Regions from separate parts of the Mus musculus genome. Here regions 2 and 3 are each linked to region 1. Evidence: chromatin contacts called from public HiChIP or PLAC-seq and promoter capture Hi-C data. All regions are on one chromosome and are shown on one strand. The core of a region is the stretch at or near the end of the contact, and the rest is flanking DNA. Distances in the headings are between cores, read along the strand shown. Region 1 holds the start of Adck1 (aarF domain containing kinase 1). Region 2 holds the start of 4930473H19Rik (RIKEN cDNA 4930473H19 gene). Region 3 has its middle 25 kb from the start of 4930473H19Rik.

Evidence for each region. Promoter capture Hi-C pulls out the DNA fragments that hold promoters and counts their contacts. HiChIP or PLAC-seq counts read pairs in DNA pulled down with a chosen protein or histone mark.
Region 2: a promoter capture Hi-C map of liver shows a contact between it and region 1, with 6 times the contacts expected there. The contact joins the promoter of 4930473H19Rik here to the promoter of Adck1 in region 1. A contact is called at or near these places in 11 of 39 promoter capture datasets (the 3T3-L1 cell line, 3T3-L1-derived adipocytes, embryonic stem cells and 6 more), 1 of 115 datasets of contacts at active chromatin or transcription factors (T-cell acute lymphoblastic leukemia) and 2 of 9 other capture datasets (adipose tissue and liver).
Region 3: an H3K27ac HiChIP or PLAC-seq map of regulatory T cell precursor shows a contact between it and region 1, with 4 times the contacts expected there. The contact joins the enhancer-like site here to the promoter of Adck1 in region 1. A contact is called at or near these places in 3 of 484 Hi-C or Micro-C datasets (CD4 T cells, embryonic stem cells and regulatory T cells) and 2 of 115 datasets of contacts at active chromatin or transcription factors (T-cell acute lymphoblastic leukemia and regulatory T cell precursor).

Annotation. Positions count from the first base shown.
Region 1 is chr12:88,357,859-88,361,835 of GRCm38.p6, reverse strand. Adck1 (aarF domain containing kinase 1) reads right to left here and starts at 1,322. Exons shown (of 11, transcript NM_001277297.1): 1 at 1,241-1,322. It also overlaps the pseudogene Gm5655.
Region 2 is chr12:88,439,525-88,443,526 of GRCm38.p6, reverse strand. It overlaps 4930473H19Rik (RIKEN cDNA 4930473H19 gene), which reads left to right and starts at 1,294. Exons shown (of 3, transcript NR_166711.1): 1 at 1,294-1,346; 2 at 2,292-2,500. It overlaps Adck1 (aarF domain containing kinase 1), which reads right to left. Exons shown (of 11, transcript NM_001277297.1): 6 at 2,286-2,444.
Region 3 is chr12:88,465,347-88,469,728 of GRCm38.p6, reverse strand. No RefSeq gene overlaps it. Among named protein-coding and RNA genes, the nearest start is that of 4930473H19Rik, 25 kb to the right of the region's middle. Within about 2 kb of position 2,743, at least 38 of the 459 cell types and tissues checked have an H3K27ac peak or open chromatin away from gene starts, as enhancers often do. A contact at or near this core is called in T-cell acute lymphoblastic leukemia, regulatory T cells and regulatory T cell precursor, where this site is marked.

The DNA of each region.
Region 1 (3,977 bases), core at 73-2,572:
CATTCACCAGTCCAGTCTCTGGCAAGGAGGGGACTGAGGGGGTATGTTTGGAAAGAAATAAAGTGTGATAAATTCTCTCAGAAGTTAAAATCTCACACCATAAGGCCCGTTGAGTATCAGCCAAATACCACAGTAAAATAAGAGAGAATATAATCCAGGATAAAAAGGACCCAGGTGGCAAAACTACATGGATATATGTACATAAAGTAATGGGGTTGGGTTGCAGTGTGTAAAGCAGGTGCCATGAGTGCTACAACTACAATATCGAAGCTAGCCACAGGGACACAACCACCCCCCACCCCACCCCCCACCCCCACACACACACACCATAACCCAGTGTGACAAATCGATATGGACTTTTTCTTATAAAATAGCATTCAAACTTATAGTCCCCGGGGTAGCGACATGGCATCTCCTGGGTTCATGTTGGACATGCCGATCCCAGAGTTCAAATATCACACTAAAATCAGAAGTTTAAAGAGGAAGTGGGCTGAATTCTGTGTAGTAACAAGCCCTCCACATCACTCTGCTGCACACTACATACACACAGCCTGTGAACCACAGTGACAAGAAGACGCTTAAAGAAAAATTGTCACAGGACAAAATCCAATTCCTAGCAACTCCGCAACTATATCTTGAGCGCCTACTAAGCGCTAAGCTTCTCACTTTCGTGGCAAGTAAATGTCAACGAAGTCTGGGACAGCTGTACTATGAAAGTCTTCTCTCCGCACATCTGCTGGAAGCACTGGAAGTCTCCAAGGTACTGGGGAGTTAAGGAGACTGGAGCCTGTAGCAAGCCTAGGTGACCTGACTTCTGGGGAGGCCCCTGCTCTTCACCACTCCACGCTCATCGCCCCAGCTACCTCTGCGTGGGAGCCCACAAGGTCACCGATGTCTGAAGGCTGCCGGCGGAGCCACTCGTAGCCCCTCTTCACCTCTGCCTACTCCAGGGCACGCAAGGTTGGGCCACCCAAGTGGCCAGTCCACACTAAGGACCTCTAGGACACCGAGCGAGAGAGTCACAGCCAAGGGGGCGGGGCACTGCGAGTCACCTGAACCACGTGGTTTCGCCAGCTAGGGTGACAGGGTCACAGGCTCGAGTTTCCTCCCAGCTTCGTCTGGGCGGCAGAGCCTGAGCTCAAACGTCGCGGAGCACATCTGCACCGGACCCACCGCTCTCCACGTCCCGCACAATCTGGCAGCGGGATTGGCCAGGACTCTGTGCGCGGGTGCTACTCACCAGAGGGTAGGGAAGCTGCGCCGCGCAGCCCGGAACCCAAATTCCAGGAAACAGTGCTTTCGCCACCAGAGCGCCTACAGAAGCCGGTGCCGCGAGGCCTGCCGGGATTTGTAGTTCTTTTCTGTTCCTTAGACTAGAGGCCACAGCTGTGGTCCCTGAGCCAGAGGAAAACCTTTCCTTGTCTGCTAAGATACCGACAAAGAATCATACTGAGAATAATTTAAGGAGTCAAAGTATAGATCCATGTTTAATGGATGATGTAATTCTGGATCTGTAGATTTTAAGTAGGCATTAGATTCTAATTAGAATTCTAATGAGTGAGTCAGCTATTCCTGTTGAAACGAAGACCTTGAGAGAAATGAAATGAAACCTTGTTTCAGTGGAGAGAATTGTAGGAGAGGTTAAATATTTCTGTGAAAATTGCCATTATTATACGGAAGCAAAGCGAAGTCTCTGGTTTGACAAAATGCCTATTATCACTATTCATCTGAAATGCTTTGCTGCTACTGGAGTTTGATTGTTATGGTGGTGGACTTTCCAAGACCAACACTCCTTTGTTGATACCTCTTAAGCTGTCACTAGAAGAATGGAGCACCAAGCCGACTAATGACAGCTATGGATTATTTGCTGTTGCAATGCACAGTGGCATTACTATTAGTAGTGGGCACAAACTCTACTGCATCTGTTAAAGTCCCTGGCTTTTAACAGTCTAGAACTCGATGAGGGGAATTTTGTGGTTGACCAGATGTGTGAAATAGGTAAGACAGAGCCACTGAATGAGGAGGAAGCAAGGGGGTGGCTGAAAATTATGACGATGAAGTATCAATTAGATTTGGTGGAAAAGGTTTTGAACAACAACAATAAAAAAAATGTAGAAGGTATTGGACTTCTTGGAGGACAAAAGAGCAAAGCAGACTATGAGCTGTCCAACAAAACATCTAATCCTGATAAGGTGGTTGGGACCCCATTCACTGACAATAGAAATTCTGAAACTAATGATACTAATGGGACCCACGAATCTGACAGGAACGAAGACTCCAGTGACCCAACAGGCGTTAACATGAATGGAGTTGAGAATGAAATTTCCTATGCAGTGCAAAACTTAAAGGAGTATGAGGGGAAGTAGTTGCTTTTTGATGATTCTAAAGCAAAAGTTACATAATAGAAAGACTTTCTGAGTTCTCTTTGCCCTTCTACATCTCCTACATCAACTTCCTACTTGCCATTCTATAAAAAATTATAGTGAGTATATTTTCCCTGTAAATATTAAACAGACACGGACAGATGTTGGTAAAGTTGATTACATCTAAGGGTCTTTAGTTTATCTTTTGAAGCTATTGGATATTATTGGTCTCTCGAGGCTTTTACATACTTTTTACCTATTTTTTAAATACTGAAAACCATGTTGACTTTTTAGAATCATTTTCCTTACTACAGACAAGTGATGGATAAGCTGGGAACCAACTTGTCTAGATTCTAAATGATCCAAAATGGAAACTTGAAACAATTAACACTTTTGGATTTACATGATCTTTTGTGTTTGCTTTTTAAAATACAGTGCTTGTATTTGTATTCTCCATATTTTGGAGTAATTATCTATATGATGGTTATTGGTCTGGCTTTTTCACCCAAGAAACCATTTCATTCAGTATATTTAGTGTTATAATAGCCATGAAGCCAAATCTTTGGGCTGTGTCAGAGACACAAAGTCTAGAATATGTATATTCACAATGGTGTATATTTTGTGCCTTGAATAACTTTGGAAAGTGCCTCAGAAAACCTGGCAATCCCCTCTATCTTCATAAGAATTTTATATGTATTTATGAAGATGACTCTGTACTCTAGTCAATCTTTTTTGGCATGACCAATTTATATCTCTTCATATTCATTCTGTATGATCTGTACATAGTACACCAACTTAGAGGTGTGACTGTTAAGTTATTTAAAAACAAACAAACAAAGCTGGAGGTCAAAAAAATTAAACTGTTTAACAACAACAGCGAGAGAGAGAGAGAGAGAGAGAGAGAGAGAGAGAGAGTTAGCAAGGGCTGGAGAGATGGCTCAGCAGTTAAGAACACTGTTCTTCCAGAGGTCCTGAGTTCAATTTACAGTAACCACAAGGTGTTTCACATCCATCTGTAATGGGATTGGATGCGCTCTCCTGGTGTATATAAGAACAGCTACACAGAAGATGGCCTAGTCAGCCATCACTGGGAAGAGAGGCCGCTTGGTATTGCAAACTTTATATGCTCCAGTACAGGGGAATGCCAGGGCCAAGAAGTGGGAGTGGGTGGGTAGGGGAGCAGGGCGTGGGGGAGGGTATAGGGAACTTTCAGGATAGCATTTGAAATCTATATAAAGAAAATGTCTAATAAAAAATAAATTAAAAAAAAGAAAAAGAAGCCATGAAAAATACAAAAAAAAAAAAAACAAAAAAAACAAAAAAAAAAAAAAACCAAAAAACAAAACCAAAAAGAAAAAAGCAGAAGTGGGTGGGTAAGTGGTAGAGAGGCAGGGGGAAGGGGTATGGGATGGGGATTCTGGAGGGGGGACATGGAAAGGGGATAACATTTGGAATTTAAATAAAGAAAGCATCCAATAAAAGAAAAAATGAAAAAAATAATAATGCAGATCTTATCATCCCTTCGACAATGAGAAAACCACGCTTGAGAATATTAAATAACTCATCTGGGGTCACTGTCTGGTTAGGGACTCAGGTAACTTCCTCTATGCAGTA
Region 2 (4,002 bases), core at 45-2,544, 82 kb before region 1:
TGTGGGTGGCTATAGAAGAGCCTGCTTCACCTCACGCACCACTGGCGTGGAGAGAGGACAAGTGTCCCACACAGAACCAAATGCTGAGCTGTTGGTTAAACAGTGGCTGTCCCGTGACAGCTACGCAGTGACCCATGAGGATCCTGATCCACCTCAGAGCTGAGTCAATGCCATACGCTCACACACTCATGCAAACATCATGCAACATAGTTGTCTTCTGTGACTCAGAAATGTTTCAAACAAGTACTACACAGTTTGATGTGCAGGCTTTAAGCCACGCTGTCTCCCCCCTAACCCTGCTTCTTCCCCTTGCTGGTTTACTCTGTCAACCTAGGCTAATGGCTCGATCCCTTGGGACTTCTGCTTCCCCACCAATGGCACAGGGTTCAAAATGGTACCTCCTTTGTGAGGCCACTCTACAGATTAAAGGGTAAATATATGTGAAACACTTTTAGAAGTGACTAACACATTAAAAGGTCATATGTTATTATACATGTTGCTCATCTTTGAAAGTCTAATAAGCTGTGACACTTCTCCAAGAGCTCACATATCCCCCAGGGTCCTGACCTCACACAAAAAACTCTGGAGTGACCCTGCCTGATGTGACACACTCTCATCTCCACTCGAGCTTTTATCTAAACTGGTTTCAAACCCATGCGTAGACTGTTTCTCCTTTCCTTCCTGTCCCCAACTATCCCTCAGGTTAATCACAAGTCTGAATGCCTGGCACAGCCCTATTCTACGCATGCTCAGATCCGTATTGTTCAGTCTGGCTGCCCTTCACCTTCTTCTGGCATCCTCTCTATTTTATTCAGAGATGGGCTGAGACCCAAAGATTTACTGTGAAGGGTCGAGGATATTAAACACCCCTTAGCACTGGAAGAGGCCTCGCACATGAGAGGCAAACTCGTTGCTGAGACTTAATTACGCACAGATGTTGTGATGGGGTGCCAGCATGCAAGAGCAATCTATCTACAGTTTTAAAAGCTGAGCTGGGTTCACCGTGCAGAATTTGCTTCCTGCTTATGATGTGCTTAGGCAAAATTAATTACTTAGGAGCCTTCATTCCTCCATTGTCTTAGGAATGGTATGTGAGTTCTGGCAGCAGTGGGTCAGATCAGTATGTTAATTATTTACCAATTTGGCATCCTTGTTTCAAAAATCTGTGTTGTTGTTATTATTATTATTATTACATGTCTTGGTCTGGCAGTTGCTAGTTGGCTCCAGCCAGAGGATGATTCTGCTGTTTCCATGGAAACGGTGGAGGAGATTGTTGCGTTTGTCTGGCTCCGCACTCTGGCACTAAGGGGCACCTCTGCCAGGTTAAAGGTGGCAGAAACTCTGAGGTAAGCAGCAGACACAGAGTCAGAGAGCCTGGGCTAAAACTGGAACTCTACCCAAGACACGGCTGTGTAGAGGGATGGGCTAGAAGGGCTCACCATCAGGATGTGTCAGCATCCTGTCAGTACGACAGGGCCTGACACACTGAAATGCTCGCTCACTAAATACTGCATTCTCCCCCCTGAAGTCAGCCCTTTTTGGAGGCCTTTCTGAGCTCCCTGTCCTGGGTAGATTAAGCGTTTCCTCATGGGAAGCCACCAAAATAAATATGAAGGTCCACTGTGTGCACAACACTTTGTAAGACAGGCAATAATGTATCTGCTTTCTCCCATTAAGTGGGAAGTTTCTAGAGCGGCACCAAAAGGGGGCCTCCCACAATACACCAAGAGACCAAGGAAATAATAAATGTAGGATAAGGAAGAGGAAAACTGGTATGTGCAAGTGAATACACCTTTGAGGCCCTAAAGCCTTATACTTCTTTTTCTGTGTCACTGAGGAGCCTATGTGCCTGGTTCTCTGGGGAGCCCCAAGGTTTCTGCTCTATAGTTCTGCATACTGTAGTGTTGTCTAGAAACACTGTTGTAACAAAACTGTACTACAGGAGCAAATGTAACATGCATTTTTGGAGCCGGATCAGAGTACAGAAGTGTTAGCTGTCACCGTCACTCACTGCATGTTCTGTGGAGGGAGAGGCCATAGAACACAGGCCCACGGGGTACTCAGTGTCAAGCATGCAATGAACAGCTGGTTCAACAATCATATTAGGGTTCACTCTTGGAAATTGCCTTCAAGGGGCTTCCATGTGGATCTCCAATTACAAATCACTCACCTTAAGTTAGAAACTTTGGCCAAGAGATGTCCCAGCTCACGCCCTCTATGTAGGGACAGCCAGGGTAGGGCCCAACCGACCCCTGCACTCATCCTTGACGGTCCCGCTCTCCTACCTTTAGGAAGTCAAAGTGCCTGAGCATGTGGGCCACTTTCTCAGCGTTCCTCCCTTCATTCAGGAAGTCCAACTCGAGAGGCAGGTTCTTCTTCGCTTCATCCACCAGCCACATGAATTCAAAATCTGGGAAAAGTTGCTTCACGGCCAGGACAAGCACCTGAAAGCCACCAAGCAACCTGTCAGCCAGTCAGCCCACGGCCCCCACCACGGAAGGTACATGTCCTACCCCGCTGGGGGATGATTCTGTGCGCTGTGTATTCAGATGCTGATTACTGGGCCCAGAGATCAGGTCGCAGCCCTGACAGGCATTGCCAAGCATCTCCTGTCTTACTTTCATGTAAAAATTGTTTTCTGTCACCTCTGGTTGGTTAATAAAGAGCTGAGCAGCCAATAGCTGGACGGGAGAGAAGAGATGAGACTTCCGATCCCAGTGAGGGGGATCCTGGGTGGAGGAAGGAGAGGAGGGAGGTCACCATGAAGAAGTTGCCATGAGAGGCTACGAGAGACAGAGACACCATGGAAAGGACGGACGGAGCAGGAGCAGCCAGAGCAGGACCAAGATGGCAGGTGGCTGGGAAGTAGGCCAGACTGGCATAGTTGAGTTAAAACAGATGAGAACCCCGTCCAACTAAAGTGCAAGAAGCTTTTTAATAAATACAGCAGGTCTCCATGTCATTAGTTCAGAGCAAGGGCAGGTATAGAAAAGCCCTGAGCTTTTGCTCTATGCCCTGCCTGGGTCTCCCGTGAAATACACATGGGAGAGAGAACTGTTTTCCTGGCCTCTGCCACAATAATTGTACCAAGTCCAAAATGTTAAGAAGAGAACAGCATCCAGAAGTAACCTTGACGACTGTTGGCTAGGTACTGCCTGGCTGGGTACCCAGCATCTTGCTCCAAATCCACACAATCATGGGAGACATGTAGGAACATGTCATGTCACTAATCGGGGCTCTGAGAGTTCCTGTGATTTCTTTTTTTTACAAATCTGTACAGTTAGGAAGCCTTGTTTAAGGCAACTTCCATTATCTGTGATGTGGCCACGCCCATATTTGTTCAAATTTTTGTCATTGTTTTGTTGGTGATGGTGGTTGCCTGTGCCAGAGGCTAAACCTAGGGCCTTGCGCATGGTAGGTGGGCAAGTTCTCAATAACTGACCGAAATCCCTAGGCAGAGCTGTTCTTGCTCAACCTGCTAAGGGTAGAGAAGGTGCTTCCCACTGCAGCTGATAACTTCACTTGCTTCAGCCTTGAGGCTGGGATTGAAACAGTTGTGATATGGACTGAACATGCCTGACTCAAGGTTCTAGCATCACAAGTGCTCCAAGACTTCCTAAGTGCCCGCATTATATCACACATGGAGATGTTCACACCTGATCTCATGGCAGGCTGCATTCAAAAATGCAAGAGCACTAAAATTATTATATAAAATTTGCCTTCAGGCTACAAGGTAAAATGTATATGAGACATAAATGAGTTCTTTCTTTAGACACAGGACCATCCCCAAGATGCCTCATTATATAGGTGCAAAATTCCATAATCCAAAAAAGCCCAAAACACTCCTGGACCCAAGCATTTTTTATAAGAGAGATACTCACCCTGCCTTATTTTCTATGTTGTCTGCATAAGATAAGACTTCATAATTTTAAAAAAATTGGAATAAAGAAGCATCCAGACTTGACAAGACCGAGGCTTGCCCATCTAGATGAAGAATGCAGC
Region 3 (4,382 bases), core at 1,494-3,993, 110 kb before region 1:
TCCCAAGGATGTCTGTATCAAATAATGCAGTGATTAAGGAACCAGCTACTGCCAGTCTCTGGGGATCACCTGTGTAGACACCAGCAAGCAAAATCAATAGGAAAAAAATTAAGCCAAATAGCCTGTTCTAACTCCCTTCCCCCCCCCCCCAATCTGGGTTATTAGAAAAAAAAGAGACATAGCCAGCATACAAAGCTGGCATCTAATGCAACAACGGTCACAAATGATATGTAAAGCACTCAGACCATACCCTGGAATCATACCTTCAGCAGCAGCAATGACAGTAGAATGTGTGGCCACTTAAAACTGTCTGCTCTTGCTCAGCTCTCTTCAGAGTGCCCAGCCTGTAGATTCATGCTCTATCCATGTACAGGGACTCACCTCTAGACTTCTCTGGGCTCTCTATTACCTGATAGATCTATGCCCCGTAGGAAGATGATCAGGACTTCTTCCCTTCAAAAGCAAATAAGGAACTTAAAGCAAGTTATATAGAATAACAGAGTGTCAGAGTGCAGTTGGCGGGCTGCAGTTGTTGGTTCATATATTTGAAAACCAAACGGAGGATCTGACCTGCAAGAATGGGGTGACCCAGGATTAGCTACTGGATCTAGGGCCCATGGGAAGTGATCATTCTACACAGCTCCCAGTAGAGTCTGCTCAGAAACATCACTGGTAATCGAAGCCATCCATGGCCGGGGCATGGTTGTGTGTCTACCTCCATGACTCGGGTAGGAGCCAGTGCTCTTGTAAAAGATGGGTATCTGTGAAAGCAGCAGGGCTCCTGGGAGACAAGCTGCCAGGGCTGAGCTGTACTCTACTGGGTTTACAGCCTTGCTTTTCCTTGTCGTCTTTGGCAGCTCTGTTTGAGTCACTACAACCTGTCAAGAAGAGCAACTGGGGACAGCAGCTGCCATGCCACAGCAGGGAAGCTGCAGCTCAGAGACCTGGTGACAAGAGAACTAAGAAAACTAGGCTGACCTCTGGCTGCCTGACCCAGGATGGTGATGCTGGCCGCTATCAGAGACTCGGAGTCAGGCCAAAGGAGAAAGGACCAGAGGCTACTCAAGGCATCAGAACTACTCCAAGACTAAACTCCTTCAAATCTCCTGAATGGATGTGGTTTCCCTCCTAATTGCATCACATTCTGGTCACCCCTCCCTGAATTCTTGAGATGGAGGGAAAGAATTAGAAAAATCACAAGTACTTCTAGTCCTAAAAAAATAATTGCACTTCTGATACTAATTCTCCTTTTGAGAATTTCCTGGAAAGGGTATATCCTGGCCTACAGTATTCCAAGAGGCCTGGTTTCCAAGGAACAAAATGCATAGGTGAGATATAACACTCAAGGGGAATCCTCACCCAGCTGTACCCTGGGCAAGTGCCCAACATCTTCATCCTGAGGAGGCTTTGGAAAGCAGAGAGGGCTTCATCGCCAGCAGCCTGGGAAGGATCAAGCTCAGATCAAGCTGTGTTCTCCACTGGAGAAAAACAGAAAATCAATGGAATGTCACACAACAAAGGGCTGAGCCCTAGTTCTGGCTGTGGACCACCCCAGTTCAGAGTCTATCACCACCTGCCACTGGTTCCTGGCTGCTTCCATCTGTGACATATACCTTCTGTGCAGTGTGTCCATCTGCCCAAAGCTGACAGTGGCGCCCCCTAGACTATGTAGAGGTGTTACATAAGGCGCGCAGAGAAAACACATGATCAGTGCTCAGTGTTAGCTGTTATTATCTTTATTGCTTTAAAAAACACGTTTTTATTGACTGCTAAGTCTCCTAATAGGAAGAACACTAGCTTAGCACTATCAGTTATCAGTACTGTGGAAGTTAGAGCATTATTCTTCTTGATAATGTTCTCAAAGGTGTCCACAAATGGTACCCTATGGCCAGAACACTTTGTGGATGTGATTCTATGAAGGCTTTTGACAGAGAGAGATTATTCTGGGTTAGTCAGATGGCTCTAGTATTCACTGTAACAGTCTTTCTGGGGAGAATTGGAGGATCAGAGGAGAAGCATGGTAACAGAGGCAAGGTCAGAGTGATACAGTCACAAGCAGGGGATTCAGACAGCCTCCATGACCATAAAAGGCCAAGTAACACATTCCCTTCATTCTCTACTCCTGACCAAAGTCTGGTTCCAGACTTCTGGCATCTGGAGCTAGGAGAAACTGAAGGTACGACGTGTATGCCACTCCTAAGTTCACAGGAATCCATTATAGCAGGTAAACAAACCAACCACACCTAATACGATCTGCCAGGATGTTTGAGATCTAACAAAGATATCCTGATGCCAACCACAAACCACAGGCTTAGGACATCTGGATAACAGACCTGGGGTTCTCCTACAAGCCTCTACAAGCCTCCTAGTCCCATTTTATGTAACAGGTATATAGCCTGTGTCTACTCTCATAAATAGCCATGGTCCCAACCATAACACAATAAAAACCAATCAATCACCTCTGTCTCTCATAGCAGGTCCCATTCCAGATGGAACCTGAGCCCTTTCACAGGGGAGTCCTTCTACCTTGTATGATCTGTGTGATGAGTTTCAAATCTCTGAGTGCACAGTGCAGTATTGGTCTAACAGGCACAAAGTTCTGACATGAGGCTGCCCGGCATTTGGCAGAGAACGGTCGGTGCCTCTATTCGGCTGAGGCTGCCACATCTAGCTGCCACAGACCTGTTGCTTCACCCCACAGATTGATTTCTCACAGTTCTGCATGCTGGGGGGAAGCACCACTGAGGTCCAGTGACGTCTCTCTTCCTGTGAACAGCCGCCATCTCACTGTCTCACATCCCCTCTGGGTAGGTAGACAGGGAGCTGTGATCTCTCTTCCTTTTCTTGTTAGGATACAAGCCCTTTAGGATCAGAACCTTTAAATTTTTGGTTTAGATTGAGTTAATCCCTTAAAGGCACAACTATCAAATAGTCGCACTGAGGTTAAGGGTTCAACTTAAGAATCAGAAGCAGGGACATAATTCAGTCCATAGCAATATGCCAATAAAATAGCATATTGTGCTCAATTGTCTTAAGGTCATAAAATAGCTGCTACAGATCCAGACATCCCAAACCACATAGCAGCCTCCCATGCTGAAAGAAGAGGCAGCACATATAAATCACTGGTGTGGTTTTTTTTTTTTTTTAAATACATTTCTTTTTTTTTTTTCTTTTCTTTTTGGTTTTTCGAGACAGGGTTTCTCTGTATAGCCCTGGCTGTCCTGGAACTCACTTTGTAGACCAGGCTGGCCTCGAACTCAGAAATCCGCCTGCCTCTCCCTCCCGAGTGCTGGGATTAAAGGTGTATGCCACCACGCCCGGCTCTTTAATACATTTCTTTTTTTTTTTTAATTAGGTATTTTCCTCGTTTACATTTCCAATGCTATCCCAAAAGTCCCCCATACCCACCCCCCCAATCCCCTACCCACCCACTCCCCCTTTTTTGGCCCTGGCGTTCCCCTGTACTGGGGCATATAAAGTTTGCAAGTCCAAAGGGCCTCTCTTTCCAGTGATGGCTGACTAGGCCATCTTTTGATACATATGCAGCTAGAGACAAGAGCTCCGGGGTACTGGTTAGTTCATATTGTTGTTCTACCTATAGGGTTGCAGTTCCCTTTAGCTCCTTGGGTAATTTCTCTAGCTCCTCCATTGGGAGCCCTGTGATCCATCCAATAGCTGACTGTGATCATCCACTTCTGTGTTTGCTAGGCCCCGGCATAGTCTCACAAGAGACAGCTATACCTGGGTCCTTACAGCAAAATCTTGCTAGTGTATGCAATGGTGTCAGCATTTGGAAGCTGATTATGGGATGGATCCCTGGATATGGCAATCACTAGATGGTCCATCCTTTCGTCACAGCTCCAAATTTTGTTAATACATTTCTAAAGAAACAATTTGCCACTTTCCTTAGATTCGCCTTCAACACACATGTCATGAGTCAACCTAGCTGCAAGGGAAGCTGGGAAAAAGCAAGATCTCAGCCTTTAATCTCTTTTATATTTAAATTTTTCGATATATTTATTTTATGAGTGACATATTTATATATGTTTTTCCTGCATGTATATATGTGCATCACAGTGTTCCTGGAGTCCATGGAGGTCAGAAGAGGGCACTGGATCTTCGGAGACTGAAGTTACTGACAGTAGTAAACCGCCATGTAGGCACTGGGACTCAAACCCACATCTTGTTCAAGAACAAGTGATTCATGATCACTTATTGTGGTTTAATGCGTAAATATTAAAACCACAATGCCATTTGATTACCTTGTGCTCACTGCCTTATCTGTGGTTTTTATTTCTTGAAAACCTTTTGATTTGGAAGAGCATCTGCTGGTGCCCAGAAATGATGAGTTAGTTCATAAGCTGTGTCTTCCTCCTCCAGAA